Linked DNA regions of Mus musculus: all the other regions are linked to region 2. Evidence: chromatin contacts called from public Hi-C and HiChIP or PLAC-seq data. All regions are on one chromosome and are shown on one strand. Each heading gives the region's core, a stretch centred on a gene start, on an enhancer-like site or on the middle of the called end of the contact. The rest is flanking DNA. Distances are from core to core; before and after follow the strand shown. Region 1 overlaps Gm30159 (a long non-coding RNA gene). Region 2 has its middle 120 kb from the start of 4930449C09Rik. Region 3 has its middle 69 kb from the start of Gm41335. Region 4 has its middle 17 kb from the start of Gm30159. Region 5 has its middle 49 kb from the start of Gm30159.

Evidence for each region. A called contact is a pair of places that touch in the nucleus more often than the background predicts. HiChIP or PLAC-seq counts read pairs in DNA pulled down with a chosen protein or histone mark.
Region 1: a Hi-C map of uterus shows a contact between it and region 2, with 2.6 times the contacts expected there. The contact joins two enhancer-like sites. A contact is called at or near these places in 4 of 484 Hi-C or Micro-C datasets (the N1E-115 cell line, embryonic fibroblasts and uterus) and 1 of 115 datasets of contacts at active chromatin or transcription factors (T-cell acute lymphoblastic leukemia).
Region 3: a contact with region 2 is called in an H3K27ac HiChIP or PLAC-seq map of T-cell acute lymphoblastic leukemia, with 4 times the contacts expected there. The contact joins two enhancer-like sites. A contact is called at or near these places in 2 of 15 datasets of contacts at CTCF or cohesin (large pre-B cells and pro-B cells), 2 of 484 Hi-C or Micro-C datasets (the G1E-ER4 cell line and Sertoli cells) and 4 of 115 datasets of contacts at active chromatin or transcription factors (the SCID.adh cell line, T-cell acute lymphoblastic leukemia, acute myeloid leukemia and 1 more).
Region 4: a contact with region 2 is called in a Hi-C map of uterus, with 5 times the contacts expected there. The contact joins two enhancer-like sites. A contact is called at or near these places in 2 of 15 datasets of contacts at CTCF or cohesin (the NIH/3T3 cell line and large pre-B cells), 7 of 484 Hi-C or Micro-C datasets (nephron progenitors and uterus) and 1 of 115 datasets of contacts at active chromatin or transcription factors (bone marrow-derived macrophages).
Region 5: a contact with region 2 is called in a Hi-C map of the N1E-115 cell line, with 6 times the contacts expected there. The contact joins two enhancer-like sites. A contact is called at or near these places in 1 of 15 datasets of contacts at CTCF or cohesin (pro-B cells), 2 of 484 Hi-C or Micro-C datasets (the N1E-115 cell line and adipose-derived mesenchymal stem cells) and 1 of 115 datasets of contacts at active chromatin or transcription factors (acute myeloid leukemia).

What each region holds. Positions count from the first base shown.
Region 1 is chr15:63,120,136-63,122,835 of GRCm38.p6, reverse strand. All of the region lies in intron 3 of Gm30159 (a long non-coding RNA gene), which reads left to right. Among named protein-coding and RNA genes, the nearest start is that of Gm30159, 24 kb to the left of the region's middle. Within about 2 kb of position 1,390, at least 3 of the 459 cell types and tissues checked have an H3K27ac peak or open chromatin away from gene starts, as enhancers often do. A contact at or near this core is called in uterus, where this site is marked.
Region 2 is chr15:63,600,412-63,603,167 of GRCm38.p6, reverse strand. No RefSeq gene overlaps it. Among named protein-coding and RNA genes, the nearest start is that of 4930449C09Rik, 120 kb to the left of the region's middle. Within about 2 kb of position 1,422, at least 38 of the 459 cell types and tissues checked have an H3K27ac peak or open chromatin away from gene starts, as enhancers often do. A contact at or near this core is called in the G1E-ER4 cell line, the N1E-115 cell line, the SCID.adh cell line and 2 more, where this site is marked.
Region 3 is chr15:63,286,631-63,289,330 of GRCm38.p6, reverse strand. No RefSeq gene overlaps it. Among named protein-coding and RNA genes, the nearest start is that of Gm41335, 69 kb to the left of the region's middle. Within about 2 kb of position 1,275, at least 11 of the 459 cell types and tissues checked have an H3K27ac peak or open chromatin away from gene starts, as enhancers often do. A contact at or near this core is called in the G1E-ER4 cell line, the SCID.adh cell line and T-cell acute lymphoblastic leukemia, where this site is marked.
Region 4 is chr15:63,161,553-63,164,308 of GRCm38.p6, reverse strand. No RefSeq gene overlaps it. Among named protein-coding and RNA genes, the nearest start is that of Gm30159, 17 kb to the right of the region's middle. Within about 2 kb of position 1,263, at least 37 of the 459 cell types and tissues checked have an H3K27ac peak or open chromatin away from gene starts, as enhancers often do. A contact at or near this core is called in uterus, where this site is marked.
Region 5 is chr15:63,192,615-63,195,432 of GRCm38.p6, reverse strand. No RefSeq gene overlaps it. Among named protein-coding and RNA genes, the nearest start is that of Gm30159, 49 kb to the right of the region's middle. RefSeq lists an enhancer at 645-1,496. Within about 2 kb of position 1,357, at least 20 of the 459 cell types and tissues checked have an H3K27ac peak or open chromatin away from gene starts, as enhancers often do. A contact at or near this core is called in the N1E-115 cell line, where this site is marked.

The sequences.
Region 1 (2,700 bases), core at 141-2,640, 480 kb after region 2:
ATGTTTATAACGGCATGAGCATATTCTTCCTGTTCATCTTTGGCATTAACTGGATGATCTTCCACCCATTCATGTCTGCTTTCAACTTGACTATGGCCCAAGTTTGTTATAGTTGCTGAGACTTCACTTATTTTCCCTGTCTAATAACTTAACTTGATGCAGGATGTCTTCTATTTTCCTTGAGGGCAGAATATATACAAACAGTGATCTCTTCTTTCTATAAGAATCATATTTATTGGCATGACTGGGTTATTATAATAAAACTCCAATAATCTAAAGCATAGTTTCATGAAATGTTTATAAATAGCTATTAAATGTAAACACTGTACTAATTGCTGAAATCATAGTCCTTAAACACATGTATTCATTTTCCCACTTCAGATCTCTCAGACAATCGGAGCCAATTAAAAACCTAAACCAAATTAGGAGCTTTCAAGTGACAGAGATTTGCATGTGACTTGCCCTCCACATCATAAACACTTTTCAGGCTCTAAATATGTGCAGTCTGTGCAAGTATGGTGACCATAGCATCTCTGAGCCCTAATTTCATTTATAAAGCAAATACAAATCTAACTATCCCTAAAGTCATTTGGATTAAGTTATAGTTTCTATGAAGTTCTTGGCTGTTATCAAATCCTCAACAAACAACCCCTTTTTGAATTTCCACTCCCCAACACTTGGCCTACTCATCCTAGCTTCCTGAGTTTCAGTTACATCAGAAAATGAGAGGAGCTCATAAATGAGGAAAACCTCTACACTTTTATCTCATCTGATTTTTACCTATCAAGAATAATTCATAGTTCTACTAATCCATGTTTTTCTAAAGTGAACCCAAAGTTCTTGTATAAATCAACCCTAACCAAAAGCAAAACAGAATAAACAAAGAGAGAAGAACAAAAACAGAACAAAACAAAAGTATAGATTCCCTCCTGATTACAAAGATCCCATGCTCCAAGCTCATCACTGTCTGGGTCACTGTGATTCCTGTTACTAAGGCTACAGAGTCTGTTTACAAGAGGAGCACATCTTTAGCGATTTTAAAAAATAAAATGTAGGGACAGACTGTACTTCACTGAGGGGAGAAAAAACCCACAAGTGCATCTGGGAAGGCTTCGTCTGACAGACCCTTTAATTTCAATAACAGTATCATCTGGAAGTGCAGCAAAAGGGGACTTAATTTCATATTTGGCTTGAAGATGAAAATCTCCACTTTCTTTCATTTGCTAAGAATCCCAGTGCAGCAAAGTATATTTGTAAGAAGAGCCAAGAAGACACAAGGGGTTCTTTTTTTTTTTTTTTTTTCCTCTTGAGTCTTCTGTAGATTTGGATTCATGGGAGTGCAGGAAGGGAAGAACACTTACCAGAGAGCTCTTAGAAACACCCAGATGTGCCTGTAGGAATTCCTGGTCTTGGAGTAATGGGATAGTGAGGCTTGTCCACATGAATAGAGGTTAGATCTAGAATGAGATCCAAGGTTAAAGGTTTATATCAGTGATACAATTATTTGGCACAGATAGCGAACAACAACAAACAAGCTGGAAATCAAAGTCGCTACCCCATGTGGACAGATCTCCTTTCCCATAAGAGTGGGAAGTATTGCTTCACACACTGTCAGGGGGTCTATATCGCCAGGGAAGCAAACTCAACTTCTGCCTTTTCCCTCCCACCCAAGAACTTACGTCTGCTTTTAGTTTATGAGTTAAACGACTTTTTACTTTCCACCTGGTCATCATGGGCTGCTCATATCTGGTTACATCATCTCCATATAGACAGAAGTACTGGAAAGTATGCAAAGAGAAAAAATGAGGCTTTACAAAACATGGCATATAGAAAAACTATAATTTGTGTGAAGGAATATTGCTCATCTAGAACCAGGAAACTTGAAGAAAGCAACATTAAGTAAACAGAAACTACAGGAGTTTGTCCCCAGAAAACCTGTATTATAGAAAGAATGAAAATATTTCTGCCAGAGGAGAAGAATACAGATAGAAATTTGCATCTTCAAGATGGAATGAAGGGTTAGTTGAAGTAGCAAAGATTTGAGTTAAAAATATAGTTTCCTCCAAAATATTTGATTTACTAATGACTATTTAAGGCAAATTTATACCATGGTATAAAAATGGTAATGACCAGTACAAAAATCCAAAGGCAATGGGAAGTAGGAGTAGGTGGTTATAAGATCTCTATGTAATGAACGTAATGAACAAGTGGAAGTGGGCCTTACATTCTTTTTCCCACTCTTAGGGCTCTTTTCCTTTTGTTGGGTTGCTTTGTCTTGCACTTACAAAAGAAAGTTCATTCCCAGATTTATACTCCCAACTTAATAACAGCCTAAATTATTTTCCAAAGCAAGTTATAGACAGCAAAAACTGTCTTCTGACTTAACTACATCATCCTCAAGTCACAAATTCTGATCATTTTATTTATCCAGCTGATGCCAAATACTGATCATGAGATGCAGAACTGTGAATGAGAATTTGAGGTTTACATCTTCTTGTTTTAGAGACATGCTCTCTCATTAAACTTGAAGGTCTCTACTTGGTTAGACGGGCTGACCAGTATGCCACAGGGGTTTTCCTGTCTCTACCTTCCAAGCATTGGAATTAGATGCACACACAGCCACATACAACTTTTATTGTTATATGGGTGCCAGGGATCCAAAATTAGGTAAGCAAGGAAAGGTTTACTGAGTTCCCATCT
Region 2 (2,756 bases), core at 173-2,672:
CACATTACAAATGAAAGACTTCATGGATATGCTTTTGTCAGTAATACTTAAAATTGACTGGCAGATTGATGAAACATTTGACCCTTTGATTTATCCAAAATTTCAACCCAAATCTACTATCTTGATTCTTGGCTCTAGAAAATGTGGGAGATTATGAGATAGATAGAATTTTTCGCTGGCCTCCAGAAGCAGAAAGTCCATGTGTATAGATAGGTTTTTTTTTTTTATATCAAAACTTAACAAAATTTAAAAAAAGATGGAAAAGAATACATTGAGTGAGGGAAGCTCTAAGAAAAGGGTACCAAAGGTGCAGTGACCACACAGAGAATGAGTAGAAAGGCAACTGCAAATTCACTTTCAGTTTGTTATTACTTAATCCTCAATGTCTACTCAGGGGTGCCATTTTGGGGCATTTCTCATAGTCTCCTAACTATGTAAGATGCATGAGGACAGTGGCTGTGAATATCATGGCATCACTGTCTCCTTGATGCCTAACCACAGCTCATTCAGAATTCACACTTGCTAACTGACTGTGCATACAAGTGTAAACTAACTGTGAATGCAATGGTAAGTGATAGCATGAATATGGACAGGCTATACATTGGTGAAATGTTTAGGATTCTGGCCTACAGACTTGCTTCTGGAAAAGAGATTTTCTTTTTTAGTTTAAATGCCCTGAATTGTATGTAGCCACATTGGCACCTTTCAAAAGGTAAAGGATTCTTAGACTGTAAGCGTATATACAGTCAGAAAAACTTTCTCCAGCCTCACTGGATTTATAGGGTGAGAAGAGTTATGTGAATCTAGGCCAGAGGCCAAAGTTCCTCATTTCTTCCATCACTGGCAAATTAGGGCCTCAACAAGATATGAATACGTCTGACTTATAAAAATCTGCCCTTGAAATACCAACAGCCCAGAGTCTCTGCTTGCTCTGTTTTCTTCCCACAAGGTCCATGGCATCTGGCTGCTTCAGGCACAGGTCAGTCTCTTGATACAGGTACTTCCAGTATTACTCCACAAAGTCTGTCTCTGCTACTTTCTAGCTGTGTGGCCTCAGCTGGCTGGCGTTACCCTTTAGTGACAAGATGAAGCAGTGAGGACTTCTGATGTCCACCTCAGCTTGAGTGTCAAGAAAACTGAGATCTAATTCAGAGAGAAACCTTAGCTGGCATTGTGATTTATTAGTGGACACATCTGCGAGAGGAAATTTCTCCATCCTTCTAGAAAGCGAGTCTCATTTTCACGTTAGAGCACCAAGGGCAGAGGCTGTATTTTTCTCTGCCCCTATGATGCTTGGACAGTCAAACCCTCAACGAATGTCCTTTAGAGAGGGAGCTTTGTCTGTCTTAAGGTGCCAAGGTCTTGTCTACCGAAGACCCTGTAGGGACTGTCTGTCCCCTGGTGTCCTCTAGATGGCAAGCTCAGTCCAACTTTGGAGTAGTCAGTGCCTCAGGCTGGGCAATACCCTGTCACAGAGTCCTTTATTGGGAATCCAGTTTCATCCAACGCACAATCTTCAGAATGGCTTCAAGGCTCTGCAAATTTTAGGTATGCAGGTTGGATTCCTTCCTTTGCAGGGAGATGATGGGTGTGGCTCTATAAATCTCCCACCTCCCTGATAGAGATATCTGGTAAGAGACAGATTGGATGAAAGACATTGATGACAGCCTCATATGGACTTTCTCAGTTAAATCTCACCACAGCCTACAAAATAACTGGTGGAACTATTTTTCCTCTAGCAGTCACATTCATGTACGTGATCAAACAGCTATTTCTGCACAGCTGGCTTGCTATGCCACACTCACAAAGGTGTAAGTCTCTTGCCCCAGACAATTTCTGTCTTCTTAGTGTTTTACTCAAGAAGAGCAAAGGTCAAAAAAAAAAAAATCAAGGGGGACTATGATCATCTTAATTAATTTTTTTTAACATGTGAGATAATATGGAGGGGATAGTCAGCTTGAGTCAGTGGGGCTGCACTAGTCTGAGCAGTGAGGACCAGAGCCTGAAAGTTTTAACAGAATGGGGTTTTATGTGTCAATGGAATTCTGTCTCAGCTTCCAGAGAGTCTGGTTCACAAGACACAGTCCACGGCAGACATTATAGATGCTTTCTGGCTTGCGAAATGCTTGTCTGCAATTTCTCCAGAAGCAGACTACTACTCTCTTTCTCTCTCCCACATAGTTGAGAGTTGGCTCGTCCTTTCTGGAGAAAAGTAACTGGGGAAACCCATCAATCTTATATTTATACCATTCAATATACATTCATATCCATTTAGATCTATTTAACCTTAATTTCTCTTAAAATATTCCTTATACCCTTTTACATATTTTAAATCCATTCTGACAATGTGCATCTTCAGAACATTAGTTTACAATATATATCTTACTTTCTTTTTGTTTCAGTCTATGCTTTTCCTTGATATTTTATCTAATTCTTTCTTTTGCTTCAAGGATTCTGGAATTCTGAGCTCAGGTCCTCCTGTATATGCAGCAAGCATTTTACTCATTGAGCCATTTCTCCAGCCCTTCTATTTGAAAATTGTATTACTTTTTTCTCTTATGAAATTGTTTATTTTGTTATACATTTTATTTTATGTATGGAATAAAGATACCAATGCTTGGGCCATTTGATAAGCAGGATTTGTAAATTGTTCCCTAAAATTTCTTCTACATATCCATCAAATATATATTCTATGTATAAACCCTCCCTCGTAGTGTAAGCTCTAGTTGTATTGGGGATACCACCCTATAAATGGT
Region 3 (2,700 bases), core at 26-2,525, 310 kb after region 2:
GTGAGATTCAGTTACAGTAGAAAAAATAAGCTGTAGCTTTTAGGCTTGTGTCCCCAATGGTTCTGGGTTTCTCCCTACAGTGTTTTTTTTTTAATTATTATTAAATGTTTCTATTATTTTTTCACACATTTCTGCCTATTAAATATTAATAGTATTGTATGAGATAGGAACTTATGATCCTGATTACTTTTTCTTAAATTAAAGTGTATCAAAGATTCAAATCATGAAATGTGATTAGGTACCATGTACAAGGAACCTAGAGAGGTGATGTCTGTTGGGAATGGAGGTAGACATACTTTGGGGAACTTGAGCACTGTTTTGTAAGTGTGAGCAGTACAACAATCATGGTAAGCTAGTAGCTGCTCATACTATAATCTTCTCCTTGGAAATAAAATCTGCTTCTTCCCAAGAACATACAGCTTCCCCTTTCAACCTTCAGCTGTGTAATTGATGATAGAAATAATTACCAAAGGATTTTGAAGCAGCCAACACTCATAGAAATATCTTTACTAAAAGGAATTCCATTGTAATCCATGTTATACCCAGTCCCTGAGTGATTGTGATGGCAATTACTGCCACCTGCCCTGTCTTGTCTCAGTTACAGCACCCCAGAGAGTGTTGCACTTAAGGCTCTGTCAAAAATGTCAGCTTTCCTTCTGAGGACAGATGCACTAACTTCACTTGAAGACTACTGGGGCTAGGTCCCATGTGCAAAGCAACATTAAATCTTCCAGTGGGCTAAGCAAGGGCTGCCACTTTAGCACTCTCTGCAGCTTACACAGGGAGGGTGAGTGTTCCCCTTGAAAAAGAATGTGCCAGATGCTGTACCAGATGTTGGAGATAGGTTATTTTATTTAATCCTCTACACCTGAAAGCTTATTTATCATCATTCCCAATTTACACATGGGAATATCAAGGCTCCAGGTTACTTTATGTGGGCAAACAAGGATTCTATCAGTTTTTCTCACCAAAACATTAGCTCGTCATGCTTCTCTTTTGTAAACAACATAGGTTTGCTTATGTTTATTTTGAATTACTTATTGGAAGCAATAGGTTTCTTTGTATAATCTTGGATATGTTTGTTTACCCTCCACTCTCATGTTCTATCAGAAACAGACCATCAGAGGAACTAACTGGGAGCATGGGCCACTCTGGTTTTTGTTTGTTTGTTTTACAAGGGAACTAGTAAAAGCACCTTTGGCATGAGAACATGCCTCACTGCAGAAGGACAGCAACAGGGAAGTACCTAAAATCAAAAAGGAGTTGGCCATATCTGTAAGTTTTAATCAGAAGTACAGTTGAAAAGGGACTGTTGCCATTCTGTTTTCAAACAAGGGATGCACACGGTTTCAAGTTACTTTTGTGAGCATGTTTGCAAACCCAATAGATTAGGAAACATATACATCCATGTGCAAACTCTGAACCCGGCCTCAAAGTCAGAGCTTTCAGATCTCCAGTTCTTCTTTCTGTGTATCTTCACACTTCCATTGTTTTCCTTTATTTTCTTCAGTGATGTTCAAAAGGTTTTGATGAGCAGATAATATCTTATTATGGTAAGTAATGGGTCACAGAGTATTACTTCAGTGTATATAAAGTAAACCATGATCAAACATGGCAAATAATGTTCCCACATTCTGATTTGTCATGGTTGGTGGCAATTGTCAACTCAACATGATCCTCTGGTTGATGGGCCTTTGGACACATATGTTGAGGATTATCTCTATTATGTTAACCAAGATGGGATGAGCTATCTGTTATGGGCAGCACCATTGTCTGTCTAGATTCATGGATTGCCTAAATGAAAAACCCACAACTGAGTAGCAGCATGAATTGTCTCTCCCTGCTTCTTGATTATATATATCATGTGGCCAGCTACTTCAAACTCTTGCTAGCTCTTTTGTCAGGTGGGTAGATTACTACTGTTGGCTCAGTGATATAGCAGTCTCTTTACTTTGTGGTTTGTTTCCTTTCTAAGCAGAAATTTCTGCTTGATTTAACCCCATCTGTTTTGTTTCTAGTTTTTGAGGTCTTATCCAGTACATTATCATCTATATCAATGTCTTGATGTATTTGTAGACTGTTTTCTTCTAGTAGTTCATATAGCTACACTTAAACCTTTGTTTTTTTTAAATATATTTTTAATATTGAATTTATTTTATAACTTGAAATATGAGGCTCAGGTTTCAATGTTCTGTATGAGTGTGTATAATTTTCTCAGTGTAGTTATTGAAGCAGCTGTCTTTTCCAATGTACATTTGGTTCCCTGACAAGAAAAAGTTGGTTGTAGTTGCACGGTTCTTTTTCTGGATATTCTATGCAGTCCACTGATCTTTGTGTTTACTTTTGTGTGAACTACATACTGTTTGATTATGGACTATATACTATATTGATATGTTAATTCAAGGGGATATATATGTATATATATATATACACACTAAGTTTGGGAATGTGATGTGTAAGAGGCTAAGAAGCAGTAGGGGCAAACTAGAATAGATATGATCAAAATACCTTATATAGATGTATAAAATTTACAGAGAATAAATAAGATATTACATTTTTAAAAGAATCCATCAAAATATTATTTGGTATTTTGGTAGGGTTTGCATTGAATTTGTAGATGACTTTGGATTGTTTGGATGATTTTAAAATCATTTTCCAATTTATCAAAAGAGCAGTTATCTGCATTGCTTTGTGTCCTCC
Region 4 (2,756 bases), core at 14-2,513, 440 kb after region 2:
ATCTTCCTTGGAAGGATAACAACAGTGTTTTTGCTGCTGGTGTCATCATGTGATCAAAGCATAGCTCAGGAAATGGGGTCCTCTGAAAACTGTTTATCTAAAATCTCTTGTTTCACCATTTGGAGTGTTTTAAGAGAACGGTCTGCACCTTCTCTCCCGAGGGCAAAGATTTCAGTTACCTGTGTACTAAGAGGCAAACAGAGGCCACACATACTTGTGCAGTAAAAGAAAATACCCCCCATGTAGAATGACCCCTGCCTGCCTTTGTGCCCCCCCCAACCACCACCACCCCCAACCCCAGCTGCTCTGGAGGACATGAGGAAATCCTGATCTAGTTTTTCACAGGAAGTCTGAGTGATTCTAGGCAGGGAAGATTTAAAGACAAAAAGCTCTAATTCCAGACTTAGGTGGGAGTGTTTTTATTACTGACAAAAACCAGAGTTCCCTTTCTGGGTTATTCAGATGAACTCAGAGTAAATATTTATCCTTTCAGCTAATAGGTCTGTTTCGAGGAGTTCGGTACTCCCAGACAACCAGGCTGATGGATCGTTTCTTGATTCCCCACTTGGAGGAGGACTGGGCAAAACTACTTGGCACAAAGAGCCCTTTTCCTGTGGCCTGCCTGTTTCTGTGTATGAGGTATAACACCCTTCTTTGTGCCAGAACAGGGTGGGTGTGAGGGAAGGCCTTGCTAGGACCTCCCAGCTCCACCATTCTGAAATGATTTAATGGTCATATCGTCAGTGTTCCCAGAGCAAACAGCCACCCACCTCTGAAGAGGAGAAAGATGGATGGCTACATCAGCAGCCCCCACCCTTCTCTTGTGTTTCAAAGCGGGACTTTGTTCACTGCAATTTGCACAGAGTGCAGAATTCATGCCATGGGCACTCCCAATGTACAGAGTACACAGGCACACACACACACACACACAGACGAGGATTTACATACATGAATAAATGCAAAGGTTACATATGGACATAATGCAGGGAGAGTTTTGAGGAGAGGGACTCCTCATTTATTCATCTTTGTATTCTCACATTGCCTAGCAATGCCTGGCACAGAGAAGATGATTAATACATAGTTTTTGAATGAATACATGAATAATTATAATTGCAACCATTTAGTTAGCACTTAGCAAGTGCCAGGCAAGAAGAAATGTGCTTCATAAACCATTCTCTTCTTTAACCCTCGCCAAGAGCCAGTGAGTGAGGTGCTCATACTCTCCTAGTTGCACAGATGTGAAGAGAGAAGGTTTTAGGCAAAGCATTTCGCTGAAGATGACAGCCTGGCTTGTGGTAGCAAAAGACATGTGACTCCAGAGCTGATGCTCATCCTTTCTGGAGCAAAGCTAAAAATACTTGTATAGCTGTCACATGTAGAGAGCAGCAGTGTCATTGCTGAGGCTCAAAACCTTATCTGTAAGCCTTGAGCATAAAGTGTCTTTGCTCTGCAACCCCAGTTATCTGGAGCTCAAGGATGCTCTGTCCTCAGAGTAAGGATGATGGGTCTCTGATGGATAGCAATAAGAACCTTTGTTTTGCACTTTTTGAGAAATACAGACATATCTGAAAGAGAGAATTGATCCCTCCCTTTCCCCCTCCTTCCCTATCCTCTTCCCCTCTCCCTCTTTCCCTCTCTCCTTTTTTTTTATTGGATATTTTATTTATTTGCATTTCAAAGGTTATTCACTTTCCCAGTTTCCCCTCCAGAAACCCCTTATCCCATCCTCCCTCCCCCTGCTTCTATGAAGGTGCTTCCCCACCCACCCACTCCTGCCTCCCTGCCATGGCATACACTGGGGCATCAAACTTTCACAGGACCAAGGGTCTCTCCTCCCCTTGATGTCTAACAAGGCCATCCTCTGCTACATATGCAGCTGGAGCCATGGGTTCCTCCATGTGTACTCTTTGGTTGGTGGTTTAGTCCCTGGGAGCTCTGGGGATGGGGGTGGGGGGAGTCTGGTAGGTTGATATTATTGCTCTTCCTATGGGGTTGCAAACTCCTTCAGTTCCTTCAGTTCTTTCTCTAACTCCTTCCTTGGGAATCCCATGCTCAGTCCAATGGTTGTCTGTGCGCATCTGCTTCTGTATTTGTCCGGCTCTGGTAGAGCTTCTCAGGAGACAGCTATGTCAGGCTCCTGTCATCAAGCACTTCTTGGCATCTGCAACAGTGTTTCAGTTTGGTGTTTGTATATGGGATGGATGCCCAGGTTGGGGAGTCTCCGGATGGCTTTCCTTTAATCTCTGCTCCAAACTTTGTCTCCATATTTGCTCCTATGAGTATTTTGTTACCCCTTCTAAGAAGGATTGAAGCTTCCACACTTTGGTCTTCCTTCTTCTTGAGCTTCATGTAGTCTGTGAATTATATCTTGGGTATTCTGAGATTTTGGGGTAATATCCATTTATTCAGTGAGTGCATACCATGTGTGTTCTTTTGTAACTTAGTTACCTCACTCAGGATGATATCTTCTAATTCCATCCATGTGCCTAAGAATTTCATAAATTCATTGTTTTTAATAGCTCTGTAGTACTCCATTGTGTAAATGTACCACATTTTCTGTATCCATTCCTCTGTTGAAGGACATCTGGGATCTTTCAAGCTTCTGGCTGTTGTAAATAAGGCTGCTATGAACATAGTGGAGCATGTGTCCTTTATTTCTTTCTATGTTGTATAACAGTGGCACAGAGGCCAATGTTTCAGTGAAACCAGCATCTGTAAAAGATGATACCTATTCCAGTTAATCCAGCTTTGCTTAG
Region 5 (2,818 bases), core at 108-2,607, 410 kb after region 2:
TAATCAAATGAAAGGGAAAATATAGAGTGTATTGCTAACTAATGGATGCATTGTAAGGTTACGTAATAGACAGAAAAAAATGAAAAAACCAGAATTGTACAGTAGTAGATACTGCTATTTTAAGTTGAAATTCCAGAACTTGCCACTTAGCTGAATGAAGGGTGAGGCCTCCACAGACAAGAGGCTTTTGCAGAAGTCTTGGCAGGCAGTACCGAGCCTGGCTCCAGTTCTTCACCTTCTGCACTTTTAGGGTGCCACATGCCTCTCTCACTTCATTTAATCTAGTGTGTGAGCATTTTGGCTTGGTGTTTTAACATTTTGTGGCAGAAATAGAGCCATGTTGATATTTGAAATCCTATAATCCTAGGACTGGGAAATGCCTACCAGATTGTAGTTGAAGCATTTCATAGCAATGAATTCAAGATCTCTCACAGAAACCACACAGGTATAGCTTGTTTCTTTCACCATTTTGGAGACAAAGAAGCAGAAATACAGAAAGATTAAGTAATTTGCATCTGCTCACACAGATAGGATCTTGCAGAACCACTGTCTTAAGTTGTGGGTGGATGGATGGATAGATGGGCAAATGGATGGGTGGACAGGTGTGTAGATGGATGAGATGGCAAGATTCAGCCTCACAGAGCTACCAAATGGCTTCTGTATTTTCAGAGAAATAAACTTCTAGGAGAATGGATTCTAATCAAAACATGTACATGCCATAGTAGATGAGTTAGGATGAAAGGAATGAGTGAGCTAGTCCAGGAGAAAGAATAGCAACTGCACAGAATAGCAGTTTGCTTGTCCAGGTACCAGCCTCCCCCCCCCCCCCGACCCCCCTACTTGAAAGCTGTCCATGCTTATTGGAAGCTGGAGGGCAAGAGAAACCAGATCCAAGAAACCCTTTCCTCTCAGGAGAGGCTGACAAGTTGTGCTTTAATCTAATTAATACATTCAGGAAATGGGCTGAGAGGAATGTGATTATTTAATTGTTCTGTTCAAAGGGTAAAAAAGCAGGCTATTAGTCTGAGGTCTTGACTCCAAGGTTCACTTTAGGTTGTTACCAAGGGGAAGGTTCAGGAACAAGAGTGGCTGATTGATTCTTTCCCTGCTGTTACCCTCATTAATTTACAAAGGTTCATTGTTGTGGTGCTAACTCACAGAGTCTGGAATGAAATGTAAAACAGATTTGAACTGATAAGAATTGTTTTGTATCTGCTATCCAGTAGTGTTTCTTCCCTCTGAGTTCCCTTCTAAAGATTTTCAGGTACATGAATTTCCAGTCTGATTATAATGAACTCATTTTCCACATGACAAAAATTATGTCTAATGATTAAACAGCAAGCAGGAAGTAGACTCTTGACATTTGACATTTCATTTCCAGTCCAGCATAAACTTGGCTGCCTCCGGACTTTCCCTATGGCTAGAGTAAAAAGAGTCAGGTCAAGTTTCCCTTCTGGGAAACAGGGAAAATAAGATGCAAATCTGAGCATCTTACCCAAAACAAACCTCATTCACATAGTGGTAATAGTGTGTGTGTGTGTGTCTGCCTGTCTGCCTGTCTGTCTGTGTACATGCATGTGTCTATGTGTATATGTGTCTGTATGTTTGTGTGTGTGTGTCTGTATATGTGTCTGTGTGTATGTCTGGGTCTGTATGTCTGTGTGTGTGTGTCTGTCTCTGTATCTGTGTATTTGTCTGTGTGTGTGTGTGTGTGTGTGTGTGTGACTGTGTGTGTGTCTGTGTGAGTGTCGGTATGTCTGAATGTGTATATGTATATATGTGTGTCTGTGTGTGTTTGTGTGTATGTGTCTCTGTCTGTGTAGGTGTGTGTGTGTTTGTTTGTTTGTGTATGTATATCTATTTCTGTGTCTATGTGTCTGTATGTCTGTGTGTGTATCTGGGTGTCTGTGTCTGGGTGTCTATGTCTCTCTGTGTGTCTGTATCTGTGTGTCTTTGTGTCTGTGTGTTTGTTTATGCATCTGTGTCTGTATGTCTGTGTCTGTGTCCATGACTTTATAGGTGTGGTGCAGAAACCAACACTGAGTCTCTTCCTTGATCACTTTCTATCTTATTTATTATTATTTTTTGTGATATGTCTTCCATAGAAGTAGACTTCTCTGTGATGCCAGCACACGGCTTCTGGTTTCTCATTAAGTGGATATTTGCCAGATTCCTTTCTTACCTTTAACTTGTCTTCAGTTTGATGAATCTTCTCTGGCTCCCTTGAGCAAAGTACTCAACAACTAATTGTGATGTCTCAGCTCCTCCATTAATGCCCACCACATTTTATCATAATTGCTTAACTAAGTGCATATTTTATGTAATTATCTGTATGTTCTTCATTGGGTTGTGAGCTTCTGAATGCAGGTGAGTCAATCACATCTTAAGGAATCTAAAACAAATTGCTACTGTGTTATAGAAATCATTTAATCTCAAATGGAGTTTTCTATCCAGCCTTTGATCACTTAATTCCCAGATAAAAGATACACAGTCTTTATATTTACTTATAAGCCTTAATCAGCACTTGATTTGGGTAGGTATCTACCTTGAAATCTATTAGAATCTATTTCTCCATCAATAATCCCAAATTATAATTTGCCACGTTCTCTCTGAGCAGCTCTTAACTCAAAGCCAGCCCTCATGGCCATGTATTCATAACTCATCTAACCCATGGAGTCTCTCCTTTCTCTACCTTCCTCTCTCCCCTCTCATGATCTCCTTTGACTCCAAGCTCAGGAACCCAAAAACCCTGCCTATTTCTCTTCTGCCCATCTATCAACTATAAGCATCTTTATTCACCAATGGGGAATAACTTGGG